Regions from separate parts of the Mus musculus genome. Here region 1 is linked to region 2. The links are chromatin contacts, called in public promoter capture Hi-C maps. All regions are on one chromosome and are shown on one strand. Each heading gives the region's core, a stretch centred on a gene start, on an enhancer-like site or on the middle of the called end of the contact. The rest is flanking DNA. Distances are from core to core; before and after follow the strand shown. Region 1 holds the start of Parp8 (poly (ADP-ribose) polymerase family, member 8). Region 2 holds the start of Snx18 (sorting nexin 18).

Region 1 (4,580 bases), core at 1,084-3,583, 3.4 Mb after region 2:
TAGGATAACCATTCTAAAATTTTATTATGAGATAAATGACGCAACATAAACTCTAAGTATTTTAAGGGTACACATTTAAAAAGATATTTACAGACCAGAGCTTCTTTGCCATTTCCATATTCATAAATATTTTCATTAGCTAAGAGATATTTTGGAAGGTGGTCAAGCTATTTTGAATGTGGACTCCTAACAACAGCACTAGGGTGAAGAGTCTCCACAGACTAAGTCAGTAGCCCCAGCTCTTTTAAACCAGTTGTCTCTAAAAGCAATTGGATAAAGAAAACCCAAACCACAAAAATGAAGAAAGCAAGGTGTAGAAACTTTTGATGCAAATTCTTCTTCCTCCGTTCAAAATTGCCTTTGAGCTGCATCAAAGCCCTGACAATTGACTACTAAAATATGCATCTCTTCCCCCAAAGGAAAAGCCATCCACGCCAGCTTCATATAACTCTCCAAAATCTTTTCTACAACTAAATGTGAAAACCAAAATAACCACTCCTTTGCGGAGGAAAAAAGAAAAACGCCTGGGGAACTGGGAAGACCACGTGTTTATGTCAACCTTCAGGAAAATGGAAAAAAGAGACACGTTGGCAAAATAAGCACTGGTGGCGATCAAACTATTTTGTGACATCTTTTTATGTCTTTCACATATTTCACTCCATGCTCAATGTACCAATTTTGCACGGTGTCGCCTGTGTCAAATCCAGAACGCCTAAAGAGCAATCTACTACTGAAGCAGAACACTATGTGGAGTTCTGCTCATCCTCTGTTAGCTTAAGAAGAAAAAAAAAACTTCAAACATATTTATTTTCCCTCTTCTATATAAAATCGGGAGACAACTGGCGAGGAATGCAGCTAGATAGCAGTCCCAAGATTAAACAAACAAGCAAAAAAATACCCAAACACGGAAGACACCAGGAACAAAGGAAACACAAGCGTGTGAACAGGAAATGAAGCAACTCTATACACATAAATACCTTTTGGGGCCGCCAACGTAGGTGAAAGTAAAGGTGGAGTCTGAGTATCTGAAATCTGAAACGGAAAGTCGTGTTATAAGCCACCCCATGTGTTGTTTTTAACCCCAATTCTGTCTTGAACCTACACTTTTGTGTGAGCCTAGGAGGCCCGATGGGGAGGGAAGCAAAGGCTGGAGAGCTAGGGGCCGCCAGCAGGGTGGTGCAGGAGGGGATGCGGAGCACCCCGTGGGGTGCAGCGGGAGGCCGCCCCCCGCAACAAGTGCCGGGTGCCATGGCAACAGCGGGAAATTCCCAGCCAAGCAGCCGGAAGCAGCCCCTGGCAGGCTTCGGGCTGCGAAGCCCGAACTGCCCTCGGCCTTGGATGGGGGGGTGGGAGGACGGGGAGCAAAGATGGACGCAAAGCGACCCCCAGGTTGGGCCTGCGTAGCTCGGGAACCCCGGGAATCCATCCATCCCTTCCCCGGGGCGGTGTCCTGCGCGCTCGCCGAGGAGCGGGTGCAGCGGAGGGGGCGGGAGCTCGGCCCAGCGCTGCCTTCTCCCGGGGCCTCGGCGCCTGGCGGGAGCAGCGCAGCGCAGCGCAGCGCAGCCGGTCCCTTCCCGGCCGCCGCCGCTCGGCCGATGGCGCAAAGCCGCCGGGCTCTAGCCCGCCCCGCTCGGCCACGGCTGCCGAAGCCGGGAGGCAAAGCTCGGATGCTCTGGGCACCGCCAATGGCTGGAACCCAGCGCCCGGCCCCTGCACTCTGATCGCGCGGGTCCTGCCCCAGGAGCCGGAGACTGCCCTGGCCTGGTGGGGTTTTTTGGGGGGGAGGGGGGTGGCTCGTGCCCCCCTCCTCTTTGGGTTTCAGCTCACGCCGCTGCAGCTATTTCCAAATGCACCCGGAATGGGGACTTGCCGCCCCACACTCCCAAGCTACACGCGTCGCGGTCAGAAATCTGGGCAATGGGGGTAGACAGAGGGGAGGCTGACTCCTGGTCCCAGGATCCGAGAGGCAAGAACTCACCTGCAAACAGGCAGTCTTTCTCGGCTCTTGACTTCTGGATCACGACGTCGATATCCTTCTGAATTCTCTCTTGCCTTGAACACATCCCCATTAAATAAATCCCTGGAAAAGAAGCAGCCGCTATTTCCACTCCACCCCACCCCCCTCGCACGCTTCCAGCTTTCGTAAATATTCAGTTAAAAATGAAACCTCTGGCCGAGGCAGGGGCTGAAGGCGAAGTGGTTTCGGAAGTGATCCCGGGTGAGAGAGGAGGAGGAGGTGGAGGAGGAGGAGGAGGAGGAGGTCGGCTTTGCATTCCCAGATGTGACCGCCCAGCTGCTGCTCGCCGCTGCTGGATTCCAATTTCCTCCTGTTCTGACAATGGATGGTGATGACACGGAGTCTCACTTTCTCCCTCCCCCCCCACCCCCGCCCGGACTGACGGCCGTAGGAAAACGAGGGGCCCGAAGGGGGCCGGGGACCGCTGGAGAGCGATCGGCAGCTGTGGAGCGGCAGGCGCCGGAGAGGGGCGAGCCCCGCTCCGACTCACGCGCGCACACCCCTCGCGGCCCGCACGCCGGCCTTCCCACACCCGCGCACACTCGCGCCCGCGGGCGGCGGCCGTGCCCAGGCTGCTGCAGCGCCGCCCGCCAGCCGCAGACCCTCCCGCACCCGCCGCGGGTCACCGGGCCCGGCTGCGCGCCGCTGGGGCTTTAATAGTATCCGCCATCCGCGCAGGCTGGATTTCCCCACCCCCGACTGCCACTCGAGCCGGGAGCTGAGTGACAGTGTAGGTAGTGAAGACTCCCTGGAGCTCCCAGCCTCTCCCGCACCACCACCACCACCCCTCCTCTTTCCACCACTTTTATGAATTCGACTCCACTTTCAGAAGGAATTATGAGTCATATGGAAACCCAAGCCGGAGTGGCTGGGAGGAAGAAAGAGGGGGAAAAGAAAAAAAAATCTTTACGAATTAAAAATAAAGTGAACAAGTCTTTCCTTGTAATCACATCAGGCAAAGGGAGAAAGGCTGGAGATCACTCTAGGAGGACTCTCCCATTTCCTTATTGCCTTCTTTTTTGGTGGTGAGGTGATGGGGGTTCTTTTATTGTTTTGCTTTGCTTTTGCTTCTCAGGGTGGTTTGTTTGTTTGTTTGTTTGTCCCAGGTTTGAGAAGCTCTTTTGAAAATGAAGCCCTTTCTAGACTCCAAAGACTCTTGTTCTTCCTTTCCAGCTCTGTTCATAAGAAATTGGCCTGAGGGGACTCCCTAAGTCAGGGATACCTGGCTTGGGTCTTATTCAAAACCTCAGCCTTCTGTGGGCTGAGGCAAGGGAAAGTTTCTCCAGCCCTAATACCTTGCGCAACAAGGAAAACCATACTGTCCGCTCTCTATTGCCCTGCTTTAAGCTTATGATGGTTGGTCCACCTTTTCTGCCGCAAGGAACCTGAACCCGCTCCACCAAGCTCTTTTCTTTAGCATCGTTTCTGAGAAGTGTCCCCCAGGCAGACCATAGGTATATTGTTTTGCATTCTAAGACCAAGCAGTGTCTGGAATATAGGAGGTGTTATCAATCATGTTGTCCGGAACCTTTTAATCTTCCCGATAGGAATAGTGAGTAGGGGAAGCTTTTCCTGTGCTGGCAAGCCTGAGTCAGTACCCTGGAGCCTAGGGGCTGAACAGACACGCCCAGAAGAGTATTAGAATTTCAAACCCTTTTCAAGGCAGAGACTGACTGCTGGAAACACTCAGGCTGGAGGCTTATGGTATATATCCAGCCTTTTAACATCATCTGTATTCTCACGCTTTTCCTCTTGTAATCCTCAGTTTCCGACAGCCTTTAGTGACGGCAGAAGACAGCATACATCCCACAGCAGTTAGGTGGGGCTTTGCAGGGTTAAAGCTCTCCTTTGAGCCTGGCCTTGGACACAGTGATCCTTAACCTAACTACAGAGACAGGTCACTGTGAGACTGGTCTGAGGCCTGTAGCTGCTCAGATCCATATCCCTTGAAGCTTGAGAGCTCTGGGGATCTCATCCACAGAGCACCCAAGGCCTTCGCTTTCCCTTCGCTGCCTTGCTTGAAGAGACTTCACTAAGGGTTAACGTTGTAATAAAGTGAGCCAAATAATCTGATTATATAGCCAGGAAAGAAAAGCACATGTATGAACCAATCCTGGCAGTTCCTCCCTCATACGGGACCATGTGGGCACCAATCGCAGGCCTGAGGATCACTAGGGAAACTAGTCTCCAGCTGATAGTGGGTGGAGAAGGCTTCAAGGTTATCTAGAGTTTACCAAGGCGTGAGGCAGCAAGAGATCCAGTGCTATTTGAAACACTTGAGTCCGAGGCCGTGAGGTTAGGAGTTAAGAGTTACGCTTCACTTTGGTAGCTGGGTTGCTTCTTCCATCCCAGAGGCAAGGAGCAGTGGTGCTTTGCAGTAAAGCTTCCTAAAGCCTCCAGGAGTATTCGGAATGGCACATGGCTAGGATGCGAGTATTTGGGCTGGCTGCTCGGCTGATAATCCTTTGCTTAAGGCAGCCAGACAGCAAGGCAAGGTATTGCAAGCTTAAGAGTTAAGGTATCAACCTATCCTAGTTCTCTAGGTATCGTTAAAAGGGATGGC
Region 2 (4,123 bases), core at 1,583-4,082:
CGAGAAAGGACTTGGCTGAATATAAGAAAGACAAAGCCAAAGACCAGATGTGTTCACAAATGCTCTGTTCCACGTGGCCGGCAAGTGAGCAGGTCACCCCCCTACCCAAGGCCAGATCTGGTTATCCAAGCAGCCTTCCACCAGCCCAGGACGCTACAGTAGGTGACTGCCACCTCCCCCACACCGGACCTCCAGAAGCAAGGCCATGTTCTTAATAGCAACACCTCCCATCTCTCTCTCTCTCAATCAATGGAGCCATTATATCAGAAGGCCAGCTAGTGAGTAACTTCAGGTCAGCCAGGCATGACTGCTGATGTTTACAAAAAAAAAAATCATTTGCAAAGTCAGTGCTTTAACAAAAGCCAGCGACACACCAAACTACTAAAGCACTCTGTCGCTGGGACAGCGAATTCGTGCTCTCAGACACAACACTCCTACTTCACCCAGCTAGTCTCCCACATCACTTTCCTAAAGAACAGTCCAAATGTCAGCTGGTTAATAAACTCCAAACCCAGAGAAAGGAGAGCTGAGTTCCTGAAGGTCGAGAGCCTTTAGGCCGTCCTGCAAGCTGACACAGGAAGTTCCTGTGCTGCCCCAGCACTGTGAACAGGGCTGGCCAAACTCCCTTGCCACAGCAGGAATGGAGGGGAAAGCCTGCCTTACCTTTATTCCCAGGCATCCATTCTTCCTACTGCCTCTCCCATCTCTGCCAGCCCTGCAGTGTTCAAAGGGCTGCCTAGTCTGGCTTGGGTGCCCCTGCCAATTCTGCCCAGCCCACAAGCTTATACATCAGAACAGCTGATTCCTCTGCCTATTCAAATTCTGAAGTGACAACACGGTCTGAAAATCTAGCCCTCTAAAGAGTGGCAGGCAGTCCCTGACTAGAAGGAGCATTCTAACAATCCACTGAACACTCGGAAAGGAAAATCCCAACAGTCCACAACCCTAAGATCCCCAGACACGGAGAACCACCAGGAGCCTGAAACCCGGCAGTGGTATGCCTATCCAAGTCACCACTTTCTACCTTAAAAAAACACCCCGTGCCACCGGCCCTACAGGCCAAGCTTTACCTTTCTGAACATGGATGATGTCTGGGAAGTTGGCCAGGTGCCCCTGATACAGTGCTAACAGGTCCATGACTGGGTCCAGGTCCTGCCTGGGCTGCTCAGCGAAGAGTTCGCCGATGGCGTCGTAGGCGTCTCCAGTGAAGGCAATGGCCTGATTCAGACCCACGGAGAAGGCCTGCTGATCCAGCTCAAAGGCTTGGCTGAGACCCCGGAAGGACTGGCCCACCTTCTGATACTCCTTCTTGAAGCCAGTCACCTGCTTGCGCGCAAACTCGTTGGCGGTGTGGTTGAGCTGCAACGCACTGTCGTCCATCTTCTTGGTGAAGCATTTGAAGCCATCTATCTTGCTCTCCACCTCCTGCAGGTCCAGGGCGGCGGCAGGTGGGGTGCTCAGAGTGAGGAAGAAGTTGGCGCCCACCATCTCATCCTTCTCAGCCTTCCGCTTACCCTGTTTCCAGGCCTTCTCATCAGTGCTGCTGGGGCAGGTCAGGAAATGCTGGAAGACGTCGCACTGCGCCAGCACCGGGTGGCTGGCCATGTGGTTCATCCACCAGATCAGACCCTTCCTGCGTTTGGAGATGAAGTCCTCTTCGAAGCGCCCGGTGGCCTGCTTCTCAGGCAGATGGGGCACCGAGATGACTGGGAATTTCTCCGCCAGGCGCGCATACAGCCAATCGAAGTGCTTATAGCGCCTGTGCACGGGCACCTGGGTATGCGTGGGCACCAGCTTGTAAGAGATGTAGCTCTTCATGCCCTTGAACTTGGTCTGCTTGGTGGGGTCGTCGATGGTGCACTGGAAGGGGTAGGGGTTCTCCTGCCACTCGGGGCCGTAGGGACCCAGCACCACGCACAGCTTGTCCCCATCCTTCACGAAGCCTGACGCCTCTCCCAGCACGAAGGCCTCCCCGCCCGACTTGACGAAGGTGGAGAAGCGATTGAGGTTGCGGCTCACCGTGGCCGAGCTCTTGGCTCCAGACGCTTGGTGCGCCGGGGGCGCCGAGACGCCGCGGGAGCCCAGAGACAGGTCCGAGCGGGTGGACAGGCGGTAGCGGCCGGCCGCACCGCCGCCCGCCGACGACGAGCCGTCGAGGTCCGGGTACGCGCCGCTGCCCAGCGCGCCTGGCTCATCGGCCACCGTGGAGCTGTCGTCCCACTCGTCGTCCCAGTCATCGTCGCTGCCCAGGCTGGCCTGGTATCCACCGTAGAGCTGCTGGGGCGACGGCTGCAGGGCGCCCCCGCCGTAGGGAAAGCCGGCGCCCGGCGGCTGGAAGGAACCGGGTGACGCCTGCGGCTGCAGCAGCGGCGGGAAGGCGGCGGGTGGCGCGGCGGGCAGAGGCTCGAAGCCGCCGGGCGGCACGTTGGCGTAGCGGGCCGGAGCTCCCGGGCCGCCGTCGGCCGGAGGGCCAGGCTCCGGCGCACGGATCACCTGCACGTAGGAGGCCGGGAAGAGGCCGCGGTCGCCGCGGCTGTTGATCCCTTCGAGCCAGCCCTCGATGTCCTGCTCGCTGCACAGGCTCAGCACCTCGTGCTCCCGCAGGGAGATCTCACCGGGGTTCTCGGACTTAAAGTCGTAGAGCGCCCGGGCGCGCAGCGCCATGGTCCCGAGCCCGGCGCCCCGAGCTCGGGCCGGTCCGAGGGCCCCTGCAGTCAGGATCCCCCCCCCGAACGCCGAAGGGAAGCCTGGAGGGCAGCGCACCGGTCCGCTCCCCGCTCCGCTCTCGCCCTCCGTGCAGCTCGGCTCGGCTCGCAGCAGCGACTGCAACTCGGGGCCGCCGCCGGCCGGGGGCGGGGCCCGGAGCGCCCACGTCCCCAGCAGAGCTAATCCATTGCCGAGAGCCGCGTGCCAGACGAGAGCAAGCGACGGCCGAGCAGCCGTGCCTGCGCCGACTCTGCGGCCGCCGCTGCCACCTTGTGGCGGCTACGGAAAAGGCGCGCGCTTGAGTGACCACGTGGTGGGTGGGAGGCTTTCAGAAGTGAATTATCTGAAATTGTTTAGATTTGTACGTTAGAAAATGTGGGGTAGGGTTTTTTTTGTTGTTGTTCTTTTTTTGTTTTTTGTTGTTTTTGGGGTTTTTGTTGTTGTTGTTTTTAAATAGATTATTTATATCTACGATAGCCAGCTGTTACTTCTCAGAGTAAATGCTCTTAAAATGACCTTAACCCAAGCTTGTAATAAAGGCGTTCACAAAGAAGATTAGCTGTTGCACTGATAAGTACGTCTTTGCCAGGGTTAATGTGTAGTAACTCACAAGATCCTCATCTTGTCACTAAAGGTGCGGTTCCCTTCCTTCCTGTACTCTCTGATCTTGTACACAAGGAGTGGAGCCTGGAACAAAGCTGGAATTCGGGAAGATCCTTGTTTGACCAGAGGCAAGGGTGGTGCAGGGAAAGAGAGCTGAGAAGTCTCCAGTGAACGTGCAGAGTTGGGTGCTAGCACACGTGCAGCGAATGAAAGCTCAGGCTTCAGGGCCCAGGGCGCAGGAGCCAGGCTCGGTTCTGGCTCTGACTGGCTGTATGACCTTGAGCCTGTCACTTGCGCTGTCCTTATCTCTGAGAGTTTGTGGATTGTGTGATAATGGCTTTCTTATCTTACAGGTGACTGAAGTGAAATGCTAATATACTCGGTAAGCACTGTCCACTTGTTGGCTGCGGCTGTTATGAGGGGAAACGCGATCTCTGGCCTCTTTTCTAAGAGAGAAAGAAGGGTCCTAGAACTAGTTATAACTAGAGCTGTCATAGGTGTGGTACGCAACAGGCTTACAACTTTACACTTCCTCCTAGGTCATTGACAAAACCTCTCCTTTTCAATAAATTTATGTTAAGTAGATCAAAAATCACTTCCTGAGAGTTTAATAGACGTATGTCAATATCCCGTGGTTGCCTTGTTTCAAATCTTTTCCTTCAATATGTAATTTGCCCAAGGCTTATTTTCTCACGCTCCGCTTACTGAGTCTAGCCTAATCCTTTGAGGATACCTCTAACTGGAGTTCTACAGTCACGTGTCATGAATTTCCGCCTGCCCTCTGACCCCTTCTATGGCAATCCAGCAATCAGAC

Evidence for each region. Promoter capture Hi-C pulls out the DNA fragments that hold promoters and counts their contacts.
Region 1: a promoter capture Hi-C map of pre-B cells shows a contact between it and region 2. The contact joins the promoter of Parp8 here to the promoter of Snx18 in region 2.

Annotation. Positions count from the first base shown.
Region 1 is chr13:117,023,198-117,027,777 of GRCm38.p6, forward strand. Parp8 (poly (ADP-ribose) polymerase family, member 8) reads right to left here and starts at 2,334. Exons shown (of 27, transcript NM_001081009.2): 1 at 2,168-2,334; 2 at 1,979-2,080; 3 at 978-1,032. The coding sequence starts at 2,069.
Region 2 is chr13:113,615,732-113,619,854 of GRCm38.p6, forward strand. Snx18 (sorting nexin 18) reads right to left here and starts at 2,833. Exons shown (of 2, transcript NM_130796.4): 1 at 1,071-2,833. The coding sequence starts at 2,664.